Regions from separate parts of the Sus scrofa genome. Here region 2 is linked to region 1. The links are chromatin contacts, called in public HiChIP or PLAC-seq maps. All regions are on one chromosome and are shown on one strand. The core of a region is the stretch at or near the end of the contact, and the rest is flanking DNA. Distances in the headings are between cores, read along the strand shown.

Region 1 (2,911 bases), core at 402-2,901:
AAGGACCTACTATATAGCACAGGGAACTATATTCTGTATCTTGTAATAACCTATAACAGAAGAGAATCTGAAAAATATATATATATCTGAATATATATACATATATATGTCTCAGTCACCTTGCTGTACACCTAAAACTACCACAACTCTGTAAATCAACTATGTCAATAAAAAATTAATTCACATAAAAAAATAACCATCACAACCACCAATTCGAGCTAACCCTGGGAACTGAGAATGCAGGGGGTCTGGACCCCCCTAATTCATGGCTAATTTGGTCCTTCAGACATGCAGTGTCGAATCCCCTCTGCCCTCATCTACAAAAGAAGAATACACAAGAACTTCTAAAAGAGCAGTTCAGGAACTACTGAAATAGCATGGGAGTGGCTGGCTTCCTGTGAGAAGTTACAACCAAAAGTGCCCGTGAGTTAACTTGTGGCAGCTGAGCCTAGCGGAACACAGGTTCTTGGCAACCGCAGAGTATGAAGGTTGCAGGCACTGGGGCTGGCTCGCCTGCCTGGACTTGAACCCTGGCCTTTGCCACTTGCTGTGTGGCCAACAGTTTTTTGCCTGGCCTTTTTTTTTTTTTTTTTTTGGTCTTTTCATGGCCACTCCTGTGGCATATGGAGTTCCCAGGCTAGAGGTCAAATTGGAACTGTAGCAGATGGCCTACATCACAGGTGCAGCAATGCAGAATCCTTAACCCAATGAGCAAGGCCAGGGATTGAACCTGCATCCTCATGGATGCTAGTCAGATTCGTTTCCGCTGAGCCACAACAGGAACTCAAGCTTGGCCTTGCTTGAACCTTGCCTCTCTTTTTCTCACTGTGGAATGAGATAACAAAGCAACCCTGCCTCGTGAGCTTGGGACACGGGTGAAAGTGAGAGGCTGTGGGGGGGAGCCCAGGGCGCCCCCCCTGCCAGGGAACCTCCAAACACATCAGCCAGTGCTGCTCCTTTCCAGACCTTCAACTCCTTCGCCCCTGAGCATGACCCCTCCTCAGTGGGTCCATATTAACAGAGATTTAGGTCCAAAACCAGTGCTTTGAGGCCTCAGTTCCCGTGGTTCATTCGATGACATTTGAGATGCTAGCAGCTATAAAATTAACATCTCAAAGCCTTTTTTTTTTTTTTTTTTTTAGGCTGCACCTGAGGCATGTGGAAGTTCCCAGGCTAGGGGTCAAATTGGAGCTGCAACTGCTGGCCTGCGCCACAAGCACAGCAATGCGGGATCTGAGCTGCGACTGCGACCTATGCCATAGTTCACGGCAACGCCGGATCCTCAATCCACTGAGTGAGGCCAGGGATTGAACTTGCATCCTCACAGTTACTAGTCGGATTCATTTTTGCTGCACCACAATGGGAACTCCCTCCAAAGCCTTTCTTGATGATTGGACATCTTGCCATGAGAAGCATGTGCAACAGAACTCATTAAATTGGGAAGAGGGTCTTCTTTTTAGGATGGCAGGTTCTTAGATCCTGGAGTGTTGCTGGGGAGGGGGAGTGATTTGGTTTGAGCTGCAGCCATTGACCCCCAAGGAACCTGGCTTATGGGATCCCCGTAGAGAAGGCCCAGCCAGGGTCCTTGTAGAGTGTCTGATGCCCAGAGGAGCTGACCCTGGACAGGAGGTGGGAAACATGTCACAGCAAGTGAGGCTGTGACAGCTGCAGAAATGTCAAGTGACAACACTGTTCACTTCTTCCAGGCTGACAAGACTCCTATGGTGACACTGCATTTAGAGCTATGAGAAGCTGCTGAGTGAGGCACCTGCATACACAAACACACACCCCAACAAGCATTTAAAACAACCAGTACTGGAGTTCCCTTGTAGCTCAGAGGTTAAGGACCCAGGATCATCACAGTAGCAGCTTGAGTTGCTGTTGTGGTTCAGGTTTGATCCCTGCCCAGTACTTAGAAACTAACTTTTTTTTTTTTTTAAAGAGTGGGATTCTATCACACAGAGCTGGTGTGAGATAATACTGAAGCCTCCGTGTTTAGTTTGCTAGGGCTGCCATCATACATTTTAAGGGTGACTTAAAGCAACAGAAATGTATTCGACGGCTCTGGAGGCCAGGGTCTGAAGTCAAGGAGTCGGCTCCCCCTGGGGGCTCTGGGGGAGCACCCCCGCCCCTGCCTCTGCCAGCTCCTAGTGGCTGCTGGCTTTCCCTGGCTCAGGGCCCCACTGCTCTGACTTCTGCCTCCACCCTCCCTCTGCTTCTCTGTGTCTTCTCCCTTCGCTTGTCTTCTGAGGACACCTGTCCCTGGATTTAGGGCCCACCCCAATCCAGAATCATCATCTCGAGATCCTTGACTGATTACATCGCTATCAAGACCCTACTTCCAAATAAGGTGACATCCTGAGGTTCCAGGTGATGTGGAATTTGGAGGGACAAGATTCAACTCTTTATACCTGTGCCATGAGAGGGGCAGGCCGGTGAGGGATGTCAGCTGGAAAATGGAAACCAGCTTCTCCCCATAAGGCAGCCAAACCCAGACCCAGGGAGAGGCCGCTTTAACTGCTGAAATGCGACAAGACCTCTGAGCTGTCCCCAACTGGCCAGGCAGGGCCCCCACGATTTCCTTGGCCCTGGGCAGCGTGGACCAGCGTAGTGCCGCAGTGTGGCCATGGCATGTGGCACCCAGAGACACTTTGTTAGCTCACCGGAGTTCACAACAAGCCTGGGGCAGGAGGAAACTGGCACAGGGGGCTTAGGAACCTTAGGTCTTAAAATTGCAGTTAGTTAATCGGCTGGTCGTCACCTGGCTCCAGCATCGGTGCTCTTACCCACTGACTGTGTCATCAGGATTCCATCTACACACAGAGAAAGTGGCCAGGGGCTTCCTGTTGTGGTTCAGCAGGTTAAGAAAGCAACGCATATCCATGAGGACCCAGGTTCAGTCCCTGCCCTT
Region 2 (2,710 bases), core at 143-2,642, 87 kb after region 1:
CGAGAGACTCTGGTCCATATTAACAAAGAAAAAACCTACAACTCCTATATTGCTCTCTTCCATGGCTGGTGAATATTTTTAGTGACAGGCAATACCAGTTGTGGGGGGGGTGGGTGGAGGGGGAGCATGCAACCCGGTGGACCATGTGGCAGGGAACCCAAAGCTCCCAGGCATCATGGCCACCACCACCAGGTGACAAAACCCAGAGACAACTTGCTTGAGTATTTAATTACTATGTGGAAATGGAAAGGGATTGGGGTTGGTTAACTAAACAAAAAGCCTGGCCCCGCTTCACAAATAGAGGGAGTGCCTTGGCTACTAGCAGTGCTGTTACTTTTTGCAAATACACACACACATTTGTTGTTTAATTTTTTTAAAGCTTTTTAGGGCTGCACTTGCGGCATATGGAGGTTCCCAGGTTAGGGGTCCAGTTGGAGCTACAGAAGCTGGCCTACACCACAACCACAGCAACGCAGGATCCGAGCTTCATCTGGGACCTGCATCACAGCTCACGGCAATGCCAGATCTTTAACCCACTGAGCAAGGCCAGGGATCAAACCCTCAATCTTGTGGCTCCTCATTGGATTCATTTCTGCTGTGCTGCGACAGGAACTCCTGTTGTTTAACTCTACCCTGCACGGTGCCAATTCATTCTGATACCATTAGCCTCAGAAATACTTTCCCTAAAAATTATATGTAATTAAACACACACACACACACACACACACACACACACTTTACTCTCAGGATGAGCGCTAGGGAGGGAGGCCTGTCCCCTTTGGGACCTTCAGCTCAGCACCCTGCACTAGACAGTATTTTCAGTGCTCTCCTCAGTTGAGTGTGTTCTGCAAATCACACCACTTACTCTGCTTTGGTCTTTCTCTCTGCCAGCTGTGGGTGGGTGGGTGGGTGGAGGGGGAGCATGCAACCCGGTGTTTCATGATCTAGGTAACAGTTTTGACCCCTTGTTTTGGGTAAATGGTGTTTGGGTGGTTACTCTGGACTTGCCTCAAAGGACAAAGGAAGGGTATTATGTTGGATGTCAGAGAGCCAGTTTCCAGGCAGCTCAAGTTACCTTCATGGAAATGGAGAAGCAGAGGGTGAAGTTCTGCCAGCCACTGGGGAGAGATGGCAACTAGCCCTGTAAGCAAGCAGTACTGAGGCCTGGGCATACAAAGAGGGCATCAAGGCAGAAGGCAGAATTACCCTTCTAAAGACCCAAAGGGCAATCCTGTCTAACCTCTGTGCACCTTCTGTGTCATGGCCTATCTGACACATGCTGGGGTGCCCCGGTTGCCAGGAGTGGTGGGCAAGGGGCAGGCAGGCTCAGAGCCACCCCCTCCAGGAACAGGGAGCACTCAGGCTTCCCAGTACCGTTGGAAAGAAACCACATTTCCTTTTAGCCAGGGTGGGCCAGCTGAACAGCTGCAGCATCACTGAAAACAGTAGCAAGACAGAGAGAGAGTCTTTTCTAGATCCGCCTTCAGGGGAAACAGCGGGGGAGAGGGGACGAGTACTTAAATAGGGCCTGGAATGCGGGGTTCTCAAGGGCCTGTGTAGGACAGTGTCTTCCGAGACAGGCGGGTGCCATTCACTGTGGGGCTTTTGTTTGCTGGGGGGGAGTAGAGGGAGGGATGGGCTGCCAATTTGGGGCCAGAAATGAATTCTCTGCAGGTGGGGGACAGGGTGAGGCTACCTCCTGGGGCTATTTTCTCCCACTGGGCCCTTCCTTTATTTATTTAGAGAACTCAGCCTTTCCTCTAAGTAAATACCAAAGAGACATTTTAAAACCACCCCTTTAAGACAGCAGCATATTGTCATCCGGGTCTCCACCTGGCAGAGGGCATGGCTGCCGTGCTCCCAGCCTTACGTCCTGACTTCCGGCGGAGCAGGAGGAGCCCCGCCCGCGGAGGACGGCACTTCCGGTGTCGGCCATCTTGGGAGGAAGCCCCGCTCGGACCGGAAGTGCACGGGGAGCGCGGCCTGAGGCCTCACCTGGGGCTGCACTAGGGGAAGGGGAGTGGGTGTGGGGTTTACCAGTTGGAAGCAGGAATTGGCATGGGGTGAAATTATGCAGACCCAGAGAAAGGGAGCTGTGCCGAGACAGCTGAGGTCCATGGAGGGTGATAGATCTGGTGGGGGCAGAGTCACTGTGGTGGGCAGGGCTGTCCAGGCACGAATTTTCTCCATGTAACCACCTCAGAGGCCTGGAGATCTTCTCATGAGGAAAGCAGGAGTCACCCCCTTAGAGGCACTGGTTTTAGATCAACATCTTAGAAACAAGAAGTCGGTTTCCTCATCACCTCCGCAACCTGTTAGTCCTCGAAAGACCATAAAGGCTCAGGGCCCTGCTGTAGACATCCTGCACCTGGTCTCGTGGGAGAGGTCCAGCCTTTGCTAGAGTGAACGGCATGAACAATCAAAGCCCGTTGCATCCAGGGCTCAACTGGAGTCTTGGCCTCCTCCTCATCCTCAAACCTGGAGAATACAACTCCCGGCTCAAGCCCAGCAAGTAGTGAGCTTCCCAGGACATTCTCCCACCAGCCAGACTGGAAATACTGGAAAAGCCAAGGTAGCTGCCCTCAGAGGCAGGGCTGGTATTTTCTTTTCTTTGGGCCAGTTTGGTTTTAACTAGAAACTGGAATAATAATTATAATGATACATGTTTACAGATCTTAACTAATTAATCCCTCAGAGTCCACTTTTGGGG

What was found. HiChIP or PLAC-seq counts read pairs in DNA pulled down with a chosen protein or histone mark.
Region 2: an H3K27ac HiChIP or PLAC-seq map of skeletal muscle shows a contact between it and region 1. The contact joins two enhancer-like sites. A contact is called at or near these places in 1 of 5 promoter capture datasets (liver), 5 of 47 Hi-C or Micro-C datasets (embryonic fibroblasts, epiblast stem cells, fetal skeletal muscle and 1 more) and 1 of 2 datasets of contacts at active chromatin or transcription factors (skeletal muscle).

Annotation. Positions count from the first base shown.
Region 1 is chr13:200,080,335-200,083,245 of Sscrofa11.1, forward strand. All of the region lies in intron 1 of LOC106505859 (a long non-coding RNA gene), which reads right to left. Among named protein-coding and RNA genes, the nearest start is that of CHAF1B, 34 kb to the left of the region's middle. Within about 2 kb of position 1,652, at least 3 of the 83 cell types and tissues checked have an H3K27ac peak or open chromatin away from gene starts, as enhancers often do. A contact at or near this core is called in skeletal muscle, where this site is marked.
Region 2 is chr13:200,167,974-200,170,683 of Sscrofa11.1, forward strand. It overlaps a transcript of CLDN14 not described here. Among named protein-coding and RNA genes, the nearest start is that of CLDN14, 40 kb to the left of the region's middle. Within about 2 kb of position 1,393, at least 8 of the 83 cell types and tissues checked have an H3K27ac peak or open chromatin away from gene starts, as enhancers often do. A contact at or near this core is called in skeletal muscle, where this site is marked.